Linked DNA regions of Mus musculus: all the other regions are linked to region 1. Evidence: chromatin contacts called from public HiChIP or PLAC-seq data. All regions are on one chromosome and are shown on one strand. Each heading gives the region's core, a stretch centred on a gene start, on an enhancer-like site or on the middle of the called end of the contact. The rest is flanking DNA. Distances are from core to core; before and after follow the strand shown. Region 1 holds the start of Slc25a24 (solute carrier family 25 (mitochondrial carrier, phosphate carrier), member 24). Region 2 holds the start of Vav3 (vav 3 oncogene). Region 3 has its middle 33 kb from the start of Vav3.

Region 1 (4,388 bases), core at 1,160-3,659:
TCACACGAATTAGTAATGATGGTGATTTCCATACTTAAGTGTCATGTTTTTACAACTGAGAATTGTTTACATTTATTTTGGGGATGGGATGGGTTGATAGTCTGGGCAAGAGACAGAATTCCCTTTTCATCTGGAATTTTGACTCTTAAATGACTTACAGAATTTCCAATTAGCTTAATGTGATATGAATGAGCCAAAACATAAAATGATTAGTTTCCTCACTGTACTGCTAGGACATCCAGGTTCATGTCTCACTGCACGGTGAAATCACCTTTCCGGTGATGATCACAGCTTTTTACGGGAGCTGTTCAATACATGGCCTCCTTCATGATCACTCAGATTTGAGAGAGCATCAACCGTGGGGAATTTGGAACCGAACTGGTCCTTGTGCAGAGGCTGATGGTTTGTCTGCAATAGCACAGAGCAATTGATTAGTAGCTGTTAATAAAAAGGGTAAACATGTTTATCTGCTCAAACCATGAGACTCCGGAGTGGTTATTCAAGCAGATCCCTCACTACTCCAAGTGATCCAGAGTAGGTGCTGATGTCTTCAAGGACCAAAACTGATGGGGGTAAAATATCTGTGGTTCCCATGGAAATGAAGGGCATGCGAAGGCAGCAAGTCTTTTAATGCAGGAGTGCTGAATTAGGCTGAACCCTAGACTTGTCCTTCCTGACCACAATAAATCAAGTAAAACTAAGTATGAACCCAGGTTTTCTGTGTGGCCTTTGTGGGAGCCCTTGGTTGTGGGCCTGACGAATGGACACAGGAAGGGAAGCCCTTTCATGGAGATGATTGGGGTCCGTGAGCATTTTCTTCTCCCATGCAGACAATTTTCTACGGTTGTTATCTCTGTGTTGGCCATCCTTCACCGTCACAGCAAATACTGGAGATAATGTTTATAAACAGGGAAAGGTTCACCTGGGCTGGTTTCAGAGGTTCCAGCCCATGGTTACATGACCTCATTGCTTGTAGGCCACTGCTGGGGGGGTGTGACCGCAACACTGGGGAGCACAGGGTGGAATAAAACCACTCACCTCATACGCTGCCTTCTGCCCTTTAATATCACCCCCCGAAAAAAAACCCTTCTGACTCTTGCAGCACATAACTCCCGATATGTTTCTGTCACTATATAGCTCTGCTCTTTTCAGAACTTCCTAGCATGCGATTGCTTTCAGAGCTGAGAGGCAGCTCCTAGTTCGAACACAGCACAGGTTGTTCCACTGAGGAACCTTTATTTCTGGGTTGGCAAGCGTCCTCAACATCAGCCATCTCCAGAGATGGCCTTAGAAGCCATTTTCCAGGAGAGCCAACAAAGACTGGTGGCGTCTGAGAGCCTTTCCAGAGGAAGGGGCTAATTTCCAAGACTATGGCTTGGAAGCAATAGAGGCCCAGAAACTGGTTACTGGCAGCCTTTATCTGCAGACTCTATTTATACACAGTATATTTTAATGTACAGAGTGGTAAGGAAGGAGGGAAATTCAAGTCCTCCACTTTGGAAGAAACAAGTGGTTTTAGTGTTCGTTTTAAATACCCGGACACAACAGGACATAACCACAGATTCTGCTAAGCAGCAGTGATTGAATTGAGACTATTCCAGAGAAGGACATTTCACTTGATGGCAAAGCAGCTGTTCATATTCTCATTTTACTGACGGGAGGCTATCCAGGGAAGCTACGTTAGGTCTTTGGAATTACACAGCCGAAGGAGCAGGTATCGAAGTCTCTGTAGTCCCAGCGTTTCTCCCGTTATCCCAGAAACTGTGTCTCACCTGAACTATAAATGGCAAACCTCAGGACCACACCTGTCTCGAAGGAAAGAAGCTGGGGTTTCTTTGTGTGCTGTGGGAAGGTACCCACTGTGTTCCATCTTCTCTCCTTTCTCTATGCCCTCTTGGGTGGCTGATGCTCCTCTCAGAAAAAGGCCTCTAGCAGGCCCCTTTCCTCTCCCTTTGGTCTGATAGCCATTTTCACTTTTGACTCTCTGTCCCAGATACCCACCTACTGCTGTCTTTCTGATGAACTCTGCACTTCTCCAAGTCTTCCAGCCCAACGGGGCTTTGAGGTTGAGCAACCTGCTCATCAAACTACCCCCAAACCCAAGCTTTAATAAATCTGTTGGCGAAGTTTGTGCCTTTGGGCAGAGCAGAAACCCTCCTTGCATTCCCCCCTTCATCCCCCCCTCCCCCCCAGCACCCTATCCTACCTGGTTCTGGAGTCAGGAAGCTGGCCCATCCCCTCCTAGTCGCCAGCGCAGGCCTGGGCCAGCTCCGCCCAGAGCAGCAGCTGGGCGACCACACCCTGTGCGGAGCTCAGTTCCTGCGAGCCAGAAGCCTCGCCCCCCTCCCCCCCCCCCCCCCCCCCCCCCCCGACGACGATCCAGACAACCCGCGGCCGCCGCCCCACCCCACAGGCCTCCGCACTCGGATCGCGCCCCACCAGCTCACGGTGACTTCCCCGGGACCATGCTGCGCTGGCTGCGGGCCTTTGTGCTGCCCACCGCCGCCTGCCACGACGCGGAGCCGCCCACACGCTACGAAACGCTCTTCCGGGCGCTGGACCGCAATGGGGACGGCGTGGTGGACATCGGAGAGCTGCAGCAGGGGCTGCAAAGCCTGGGCATCCCGCTGGGCCAGGACGCGGAGGAGGTGGGTCGCTGTAGGGTGTTGGGGTGGCCGCAGGCGCCACACAGCCAGGTCCTGGGAGGGCGGTGGCCTGAGGCCAGGCAAGGAGGAGGAACTATGCCCGCCAACCCGCTGAAAGAGCTCCAAGGAGTTGGATCTGGAAGGCGGCGGGTGTATTCCCAGATAAATTAATGTTGCACACTTAAAACTGTCAACACTTTTTGTTCTGAGAGCATCTCTGGTTCTTGGCTCACTTGTCCCGTCCTTTGCAAACTTTTCATGACCTGCTGTCAGACTTTAGTGAGTCCCAACTTTAAGTAACTTTGTTACAGCTAGAGTTTATTGTTTCAAAAAGGAGTTAAAACCGGCCTTGCTCCCAACTGCTGGGTGAGGTAGAAAGGCCACATTCCGTTTTTATGACGTTCAAAGTTAGTCCCCTGGGTGCACGCATTGATCTGAAGGGTTGACCTGTTGCAAAGCAATTGGACTTTCTCTGAGTCATATGAATTGTGGCCCTGACATCCAGGCTCCTTGGCAGGGTGGGGACACTAGATCTGGAACTTGTCCAGCCCGCTGTCTTACAAGAGGACGCTGGCTTTTCTATCTTAAGAGGAAGGTGCTTGAGTTACTGAGTGGGCCACAACTGTTCTGTACCTATATTTAAAACTCCTCTTTCAGTCACTGTCAATGCCATTAATAGAGGAGTCTTCACTTTAGTTTGTCCTCTTGGTAAGTTACAACTTTATTTTTTGGAAGCTGCCAGTTTTGCCCAAGGCATTATTCTATATAACTTTACAGAACTTCTGTGTCTGCAGGGGTCCCTCTTTCTTCCTTATCTCAGTTCTTCCCCCATCTTCACTCTGGCCATAGGTTTGCCTATTCGATGCACTTTCTGAAAGAACCAAGTTCGAGTGTGGCTCTTCTACTTGCTCCGGGCTGACTCATTTCCTCCCATTTCTTGAATCAAAGGCCTGCCTAGCTACTTTTGAGTGATAGCATCTCTTCAGCCACCCTGTGGCTGCATCTCAGAGGCATGTTTCGGTTATTAGTTGTTTTTATTATTCTAATCACTTCCAGGTGTTTTCTAATCACTGACATGATGTCTTTGACTTATGTATCATTCTAAGTGTGCTTTAGGTTTCCCAATACATTTTTGTTCTTTGAAAATATGAATAAATTAGACAACGCATCCGGGGCATGCCTCCAATCCCAGGACTCTGAGAGTTGAGACTGGAGAATTGTTGCTAGTTACAGGTCAGCTTGGGCTCTGTCCTCTCCTTATCTAAGTCAAACTGGAGTGAACTGAAACAAAGAGCAACAGCAGACCTCAAGGTCCCCAGCCCCACAATAACAACAACCCTATAATAACAACAATCCCACAATAACAACAAACCCCACAGAGTCAGGAGGAACTTTCTGTAATTAAAAACATTCTGTAATTAAAAAAATTATTACACATAAATTATGTAAAAACCTATAAGCATATAAATATTTAGAACATGGCAACTCATATTTGTCACTAATAAATGAATATATTTTGCACACACACATATGTATTATATTATATTAATTTTGTTCAGATGTGTAGTGTCACTATTGGTGGTCATGCCTCATGTGGTCAACTATCCCCAGCAGTAACACATTCTTCTACAGAAGGTTAGTAATGCTTATTTTTCAACTATAAGAGTTTTTGTACTTTTTCCTTTACATTTGTAGTAGTTTAGGAAAATGAATGAATACACATTACTTTTACAATTAAGGGAA
Region 2 (4,388 bases), core at 532-3,031, 220 kb after region 1:
GGTTTGTTTACTGGTCGGTACACATGATCTGGATTTTGGAAATATTTTAACAGTATTAAGGGATGATCTGATGCTACCTAAAATGAAATGCTTGGCTAGTCTTTGCTTTTTCCTTATCATCTTTCCTCTTTTCCAGCGCCACTTCTTCTTATGCAGGACCACATTTTAAATGGCAAGTCATGTGTGTTTTGTTTGTAAAGATCTATAATGAGTAACATGGCTTACAGTACTTGCCTCTTTTTGATGGTTTTGCATTCTGAGTTTTTAGGAAAGTGGTAGTCAACAGCCAACCCCCCCCCCCCAAAAAAAATCACATGGAAAATTCCAGAAAGAAAAAGTATATATATTTTATACATTCTTTCACGATTTATGATTATAATGTTCTATTTTATTGCAACACTGCTGTTGATAATCTTCGTGCCTAGGATGCACTTTACAGTTTCGGTGATACAGTATTGCTAAGGATTGATCCTCCTGTAGTTTCAGGCTTTCAAACCTATTATGGTCTAGGAAACATTGTGCTATTGATGGACTCCACAGTGTGCACAGAGGAAGTTGCTGGGGACGGATGCATGCGAGGAAAGGAAATCCTTAGGCTGATTTATTATTGTTTAAGGCTGGTTGTGTACACAGCAGGCCACGCTTGCTACAGTCACGCATAAAAGAAGCGAACTTCTGTCCCAACAGATCATGTACTTTTTAAAAGTTACGTTTTGTCCTGTTTATAAAATCAATAAGATCCACAATCGAAAATTTGAGCTACAAATATCTAATGAAACAGCAGCAGCAGCAGCAGCAGCAGCAGCAGCAGCAGCAACAACAGATATAAAATCCCACCAAACTAGATTTCAATTAAAAAAAAAAAAAGACTAGCGAAGAGGGCATTTACAGGGAGTTGTCAGAGTTCAGTGAAATAATATATTACTACAAAAAGCTTATACACCCTTTTCGGCTTTGTAGGGCAGTGGGAATAAAAAAGACAGGGAGAACCTTGCCTCAGTATGACAGAGTTGACATGTGTGGGTGTGTGTGGGGGGGAACTTTCCAATTTTCCCCAGGGTTCTCCAAATATGCTGACCCAGTCTCTCAGTGTCTCGGTACTGAAGCGATTTGAGCTCAAACCTGGTGGCAAGTCACTGACGCATGCGCGCTCTTGCCTCTGTGTCACCGGCCAGTTTTCTTTTTTTCTCAGGCAGGATTTTGAAGATCAGCAAAAGGCGCTGGACTGCTTTAGTGAACAGTTCCAAGCCTGGGAGATATGCAAAACCTACTTCTTTCCCTCTACCTAGGCTGAAGCTGCAATTGTCCCCACGTCACGCACTTTCAAGGTGTCAAAACATTCTCAGAAGAAACTGACTTTCAGGAAGGGGCTGAGGATGGACCTGGAGGAGGCGGGACCAGGGGCCGATCACAAACTTTCCATGCTGCGTTCTCCAGCTGCGCGTAGTGCACATCTCATTTCTCCAGGCTCCCTGTGTCCCAGTTAAGCCTTGGCTCCTCTGAGACCCTCTTAATTTAAATCGCATTCATTGTTCAGGGTGTCCCCGGGGACACCCCTGCGAATCTCAGTGTTCAGCCACACTTCCTAGGAAGCCGCGCCGATGGGCTAATCCCTGGACGCCCCGGGGTTGTGCAAGCTCCACTCATCCGAGGGTTCACGGGCGGGCGGGGGCGCCGGGATCCCCTTTGTGGCCGCCGCCCCAACTCGGCCCGCTCCTCCCCCCAGCCGCCCCGCCCTCAGCCCCGGACCCCCAGCCAGGGCGGCGGGCACGCTCGCACCCGCGCCTCCGGGGACTCGCGGACCGCACAGACCGGCCAGGCGCGCTGGGCATGCTCAGTCGCGGGGCGCCAGGCTCGCCAGTCGGAAGCCAGTGCTCAGCGGAGCCGGCCGGGGCGCACCGAGAGCGCGCGGCACTCGCTGCTGCAGCGGCGGCCGGGCCGCGGCGCATCCGGGCGGGGACCCGAGGCGAGTCCCACGCGGCGTCCCCGAGCCGCCGGCAGCGGCGCCCGCTCCAGAAAGGCAAAGCGAACCAGGGGCCATCAGCGCGACTGGCGTCGGCGGGGCTCTGACGCTCCGCGGCGGCCACCTCAGAGTCGCTGCCCGCCCCGGCCGGGCCGGGTCCGGGAGCCGTCGGACATGGAGCCGTGGAAGCAGTGCGCTCAGTGGCTCATCCACAGCAAGGTGCTGCCCCCCAACCATCGGGTGACCTGGGACTCGGCGCAGGTGTTCGACCTGGCGCAGACCCTTCGCGATGGAGTCCTGCTCTGCCAGCTGCTCAACAACCTGCGGCCACACTCCATCAATCTGAAGGAGATCAACCTGAGGCCCCAGATGTCCCAGGTATGGAGGCCACCCCGCGACCCCGCTGCCCGTCAGAGGCTCCCATTAATCATCCGGATAATTTCTTTGTGTAAATGCAAACATCTAGGTGCGCTCCGCTTTGCCCTGCCTCTCAGTTCTCAGCTTGGGGGCTTTTCCTCACTTGCCTTGAAATGACTTAGCTTCTAAGCAGAACTAATAAAGCCTTGCGTCGGGAGATGGTGTATGGAATCCTAAAGGTTTCTGGGAGGCGGGAAGAAATAAGTTATCCTAGGGCGCGTTTCACCTTTCTGCCCCCCCCCCCCGTGTGTGTGTGTGTGTGTGTGTGTGTGTGTGATAACAAAGAGGGAGTCGGCTCTAAAATAACAATGAGAAGGGATGAGATGAAGCGGTGGGGTTAATTTTGCTTTGACTTATTTTTTGCTTTCATTTGGTCCTCACGTTCTGGAAAGAGGAACTGTGCCATAGATGAGGACTCTAGGAAGTGGAGGGCGTTTGGTACCGTTATCTGCTCAGAGGAAATAAACCAAGAGGGACACAGAGAGCCTTCCTGAAGTTCCCCACCCCGCCCCCTAAGCCCGTGGCCTGTTAGCAAACTGGAAGGTTGTGTTTATAGCTTGTCTGAAAACGTAAGGGGAGCCAGCCCAGCCTCCCTCACCGGTGGCAGGAAGTGAGAAGTTTTGCTGGAGACTCTGCTTTTTTTCATTGGGTCTTGCGATCAGGTAGCTTGGAGGCACTTGGGCTTCTGTGGCCTTAGCTTGGAGATACCTCTTTGAGGGTTCTGATTAAAATCCAGTCCTGGAAGGCACAGAAAGCAGTGGGTTCCTCAGAGACAGCTCAAAAAGCCACATGCAGCCCAGTGCTGCTTATTTTTTGGGCCGGTCGGAAAGTTTCTGTTAAAAGGATGTTCAACACAACTCAGAACTTCTATTTTCTCTTTCACACGCACACGCACATGCACACGAAAAGAAAAAGAAATGTTTCAACTTAAAAGGGGAAGGAAAGAGACCTTTTAGTGACATATTTTAGCACTAGCCCTGTATGATTCAGAGACTTACCACTTACCCAGAGCTGTGTCCTTGCAGAAAAAAGTGATCTTATGCAGTTTAATAATCTCATAATTAAAGCAGGAACTCCCACACTCTGCCCTGGTTGTCAGTATTTCATCAGGGTCGATCCTCACTTCAAATTCTGTGTCCCCTGTTGGTAAGCAGTCTCCAAGGAAAAAAAAAAGCAGATATATAAGTATTGAGTGCCATATGTGTTTACAATAAGGATCAATTATTTTAGACTCTCTTAGAAACCTGAATGATGGGTGATTGCTAATTCTGTGGACTTGCCCACAATTGTGGCAACCATAGATAGTCCTGTGGAGGGCTTCAGTGGTTGTTTCTGTACTGTCTGAGTTAACTGTTAGGAGTAAGGTTGTGCCACGCACAGGAGTCACTTGTTAGATCTCCAGTTCCATTTGATCAGTAGTCTCAGTAGCAGCATGAAGTCTTGTGCTTTGATGCCACGTGCTGTGCATATTTCCTCGAAGTTTAGTTTCTGGAACTTTCAGCAGTTACTCATCAAAGTGTTCTTAATAATCAAATTTCTCTCTTCTTTCTTTTTTCCTTCCTTCCTTTCCTTTTCTAACTGCCTGCCTGCCTTCCTTCCTTCCTTCCTTCCTTCCTTCCTTCCTTCCTTCCTTCCTTCCTTCCTTTTTGGATAGCTGGGCATTCTTTGACATTCAAGTCTTTATTTGACTGCTGACAGTGCATGGGATCTTGTCAAGTGGATTCTCCTCTTTCTTCTCTTAAAATGCATTATCTATAATGTAATCAGTTTGATGACTGAAGGTCATTATAAGCATCATTGATGAAAAGGAGCAGGGCATGATTCTCTAAGAATTCTATTTCCTACTGAGGCCACCACAGTGAACATATCAAGATAGTTAGTTGCCCTTAAGGAATTATTACACTGATATCAATAAACCACCAGATTATAGTGAGGTAAGTAGGGCAGTGAACTGACTCTTCATTAGATTTTTCTTTTGAGTTTTTAAGTCAGTCCATCTCTGAGCTCT
Region 3 (4,388 bases), core at 1,227-3,726, 180 kb after region 1:
GCCATCTTGTTCTGATGGTTCTCTGTACAGACTCAAGCTGACTTCACTGATGATAGAGCTGAGAGTCGAGCCTTTGAACTTTGTTCCATCATTCACAGCACCACATTTATGTATCTGAGCCTGAAAGAAACGGGAATTTCTACAAAATGTGCTTAACTGTGAGGGTTAATACATACTCAGGAAATGGTGTAAAAGAGTTTGCTATGTGGCCACTGCAAGCTCACACACAAAGCAAATTTTAAAACTTAAAAACAATTTAGCTTTTCACCAAGAACTCTTGCAGATCCATCAGCACATTCCCCTTCATAAGCCGGATATTGTGACCATCACTGACTCTCTCTTCAATGATTTAGAATCTCACAATGCCAGGGAACTTGGATCAGCCATCTCTCTTACAGCAGCATAATGGAATAACTTAGGGATAAACCTAGTGAGTGAACTAGCTCACCTTTTGATGCAGCTCGAGGGTCAATCTATCATAAAGCCTACGCTTTGTCACTATTTGCTTATCTGACCTACATCAATAACATGACGGTGGCTGACAGGGTATAGAGATGGGAGAGGGGGAACTGAATTCAAGATTCTAATTACTTGGGTCCCCATCACTGTAAACTTCAGTTTGTTTGTTTGTTTTTAAATTTATGTATTGACAGCTGTTAGGGGTTTGGTAAGGGTCCTCATCAGGCAACTGTGTGAAAGGCTTGGTTGCCAATCCATGGTGCTATTGGGAGGAGACTGAGGGAGAGTCTTTAAGTGGAGCCTAGTGTGAGTTCTTCTGGTCACAGGGGGAATGCCCTTGAGGGAATACTGAGACCCTTGGCCCCCTTCCCTCTCTCTTTCTTTCCAGGAGGTGGTGGGTTTTGCGTATGCCCCTGTTTTACCACAGACCCCAAAGCAGTAGGCCAAATCAATGATAAAACCTCCAAAAGTGTGAGACAAACTCAAATTTTTTCCTGTTTTTAAAATAGAAATTTGGGCTGGAAAGATGGCTTGGTGGTTAAGAGCACTAACTGCTCTTACGATGGTCCTGAGTTCAAATCCCAGCAACCACATGGTGACTCACAACCATCTGTAATGAGATCTGATTCCCTTTTCTAGGGTGTCTGAAGACAGCTACAGTGTACTTACATATAATAAATAAATAAATAAATAAATAAATCTTTATTTAAAAAGGAAGTTTATTTATTTTTATTTTGTGTGTCTGAGCATTTTGCTTGCATGCTTCCATGTGCATCATGTGCCTGCCTAGGACAATGGAGAGTAGAAGAGGGTGTCAGCTTCCCCAGAACTGGCATTACAAATAGTTTTGATCTGTTGTATGGGTGCTGGGAACTCTGCAAGAACAGCAACTCCTCATAACCACTGAGTCATCTCTCCATCCCTCAAACCCTTTCTTTTAAAAAAAAAATTAATGACCTCAGGTAGTTTATCATAGTCATGGAATGCTGACTGTAACACACAGTGATTCTAAATGTAGATGCATTTGGAACAAAGTAAATGCAAGTGAACTTTGAGAACAAAAAGACCGAAGGTTTTAGAGTTGGAGAGGCCTGGCTTTGAAGCCACACTGTCTGTGAGACAGAGGGCTGGTTTTTTTCTCTGAACCCTGGTTTGCTTCTTACAAAATCGAGGTGATACATAGAGCTTAGAGTTGTGCGATTGAAATAAAATGCTCAGCTTGTATTAGTCATTCTGTCAATTTTTGTTTCCTACCTCTTGTCTTCTTAGACATATATATACAGTAGGTGACTCAAGGAGACTGCTAATTAGGGTAATAATGCTTTGTCCCGTTCTTTAAGGTTTTGAACTGAAGCAGTGTAGTAATGGGACGTGTTGGAGGTTTCACTGATATTACTCTCCTTGGTTATAAGTGATGAGTCTTCTTAGTGGAGAGAAGGAAATGAACAGAGTTGATTTTACCTGGTCCGTTTTAAGGTGTGTGTGTGTGTGTGCGTGTGTACATGTAGGTATGTATATGCATGTGTGTGAACATGGATATGGAAATTTGAGGTGAATGTCAGTTGTTTTCAATCACCACCTACTTTTTTTTTTTTTAATTTGATACAGAGTCTTGTACTGAACCCTGAGCTTGCTGTTTTGGCTAAGCTGGTTGGCCAGTAAGCCCCAGGGACCTGCCTATTTCCACCTCCCATAAGTATGTGGTCTTACATGGGTTCTGGGGGCTCGAACTCAGGTCCTCATATATGGCAAACACTTGACTGGCTGAGTCAACTTCCTCACCGTTTTTGGCATTGTGAGCTGTTATCAGACATTTCACAGTGGTTGAAATGATTGACCAGTGATGTCCCTGTATTTGTCATCCCATCTGACCCTCCCTGAATTATTTCTTGCAGGAAGTGTTAAGGGGCAGAATTCCAGCTTCAGGGAGAAAGGGGAGCCCTTGATAGGCTGCTCTATCCTGCATCAGCCACGTGGAATTCTCCTGCAGGGCAGAGAAGAGTCCAGTTACTATGACAATCAGAGCTGTTCTGCCAAGATTGCTAGCCAGGGTGCCCGCACAGCTAATTGCTATGCGCACATCCGTTCATTAGACTTTGACCCAGAATTACTAGTGTCTTTCACAAGGTAGGCAGTGAATCATTGTTTTTGGCTCCGGCTTTGTCTCTTTCAGCCGTGGTTTGGTTTGTATCAGAAGTACAAACTGTGCAGGCCATTACCTCTCTTAGTTACGAAGCTTCTTGGACTTTTACAAGAGGCTAAGATTTTTTACTAGAAAACACACATTAGTTATCCAAGAGCCCAGAGAAGCCGGTTGGGACTCAGAGCTGCTGATCAGCACCTCTGTGATATTATACAAATTGCTTCACCCCTCTGAGCCAGTTATCACAGCTGTGAAATGGGGTAATAAAATTTCCATCCACAGAGTTATGAGGCGACAGAAAAGAACGAGGCACTGAGAATCTCTGATACCTGTGTTTCCATCCGAAGTGTGAAGGCACGGTGGGATGGAGCAATACCTAAAGGCCTAGCACTCAGGTTTCTCTGGCTGGTGGCTAGCCACTGAGACCAGGGGCATCTCCCCACAAAGGTCGCACCCTTTGTGAGTCGGTATGTTGTCTGTCTTTCATACTTTACCATCTTTGAGTTAGGGAATATTAAAAAGCTGTGAAGAACCCCACGACCACCAAACAGCAATACAAATTTCAAACAATGTTGATTTTCTCCCACTAGCTCAATCAAAAAAGTTTACTTTTCTGCTCTATAATCGCTCTTTTGTACTACAGTCCTACTCCTAGAATTCTGGAGCGAGAACTACCAAGGTAGAATACTTTATATTGAGTAGTTTGAGATGGGATCCACTAGAAGTTAAATTCAAGTGTGTCTTTCACAAAGAGAAAATGGCGACGTTTAAAAGCAAACATTTATTGTGTGCTATACCTGTTATGTGTCAGACACCGTGGATCTAAAGACAGTAATATAAATTTGAAAATTTCTTTATTAGGAACAATGTCCTTCTAGCTCTATCATGTGATGGCTGCAAACAAGTGAGGGACATCTGATTCCAAGCCCCTACAACAGCTGGCCCTGTGATAGTAGCCTCTGAAAGCTTCCTGTTTGATAAGTACTCAGGCTGGATGTGAGACTCTTAGAAAACAGTCGCCTTGTTTTCTTATCTGTGCACCCAAGATGGGTTTTGTTCCCAAAAAGTTTTGTGTATAAAGCCACTGGAAAGGAACACCCAGGTTCCTTTCGGGACCTTTGCAGAGGGAGGCAGGATCTTAGCTAACTTCCCACCAGTCATCTTCAATTTGCCACGGCAGGGTAACTTCCAGCTTTGTTTCCAATGAGGCTTTTTGTTGATGTAAAAACAACTGGATGGGAGCATTCTAAAAAAGCACATTTAGGAATTTTTATGTTTTAAACAATGAAGTGCAGCTATCCAAACGAACTGTAATTTCTCCCTTAGGTTATATTCTGGCTTCAAATGAGACCAGTTAATTGCCGCTGTGTCTAATGTTGCCTTGGTTGATGTGGGAGACAACACTGTCTTGACTGTGACTCATTAGAAGCAACTGTCCAAGTGGAGGGTTCTCTGGTCCAGCACTGCTAGCTGTGGTAACTTTTGGCTTTAGTTTGTGAACATGGATTCTAGCCTTCTCTACACTCAAGCTTAGTCTCTTACCACAAACACCAAACTACCTAAGTAACAAACTCACTTCTTTGGCTGCATGAGAAAACAAATATTAATCCTCGTCCCACCCGTGCATCAGTGCTGCGGTTCTCGGCTTCTCACAAATGGACCATGCTGCGCTCCTAGGAGGGCTCTGAGCAAGCAGCGAAGTCTCAACATGTTCCCGGTGTGGGAGGGGATTCTGTGAGAATGAGTTAGCTGGCTGCCACATCTGGGGGAGGCCGGTGATGAAAGA

Evidence for each region. HiChIP or PLAC-seq counts read pairs in DNA pulled down with a chosen protein or histone mark.
Region 2: a contact with region 1 is called in an H3K4me3 HiChIP or PLAC-seq map of bone marrow-derived macrophages, with 5 times the contacts expected there. The contact joins the promoter of Vav3 here to the promoter of Slc25a24 in region 1. A contact is called at or near these places in 16 of 39 promoter capture datasets (the 3T3-L1 cell line, 3T3-L1-derived adipocytes, the HPC-7 cell line and 10 more), 5 of 484 Hi-C or Micro-C datasets (CD4 T cells, bone marrow-derived macrophages, embryonic stem cells and 1 more), 8 of 115 datasets of contacts at active chromatin or transcription factors (bone marrow-derived macrophages, effector CD8 T cells, embryonic stem cells and 4 more) and 3 of 9 other capture datasets (adipose tissue, embryonic stem cells and liver).
Region 3: an HNF4G HiChIP or PLAC-seq map of pancreatic cancer cells shows a contact between it and region 1. The contact joins the enhancer-like site here to the promoter of Slc25a24 in region 1. A contact is called at or near these places in 5 of 39 promoter capture datasets (the 3T3-L1 cell line, 3T3-L1-derived adipocytes, HPC-7-derived erythroid cells and 1 more), 1 of 484 Hi-C or Micro-C datasets (muscle stem cells), 2 of 115 datasets of contacts at active chromatin or transcription factors (pancreatic cancer cells and trophoblast stem cells) and 1 of 9 other capture datasets (adipose tissue).

Annotation. Positions count from the first base shown.
Region 1 is chr3:109,120,740-109,125,127 of GRCm38.p6, forward strand. It overlaps Slc25a24 (solute carrier family 25 (mitochondrial carrier, phosphate carrier), member 24), which reads left to right and starts at 2,410. Exons shown (of 10, transcript NM_172685.3): 1 at 2,410-2,648. The coding sequence starts at 2,466. It overlaps Gm19391 (a long non-coding RNA gene), which reads right to left and starts at 2,335. Exons shown (of 2, transcript XR_867568.1): 1 at 2,207-2,335; 2 at 1-408.
Region 2 is chr3:109,338,902-109,343,289 of GRCm38.p6, forward strand. Vav3 (vav 3 oncogene) reads left to right here and starts at 1,782. Exons shown (of 27, transcript NM_020505.2): 1 at 1,782-2,341. The coding sequence starts at 2,138.
Region 3 is chr3:109,305,100-109,309,487 of GRCm38.p6, forward strand. No RefSeq gene overlaps it. Among named protein-coding and RNA genes, the nearest start is that of Vav3, 33 kb to the right of the region's middle. Within about 2 kb of position 2,477, at least 43 of the 459 cell types and tissues checked have an H3K27ac peak or open chromatin away from gene starts, as enhancers often do. A contact at or near this core is called in muscle stem cells and pancreatic cancer cells, where this site is marked.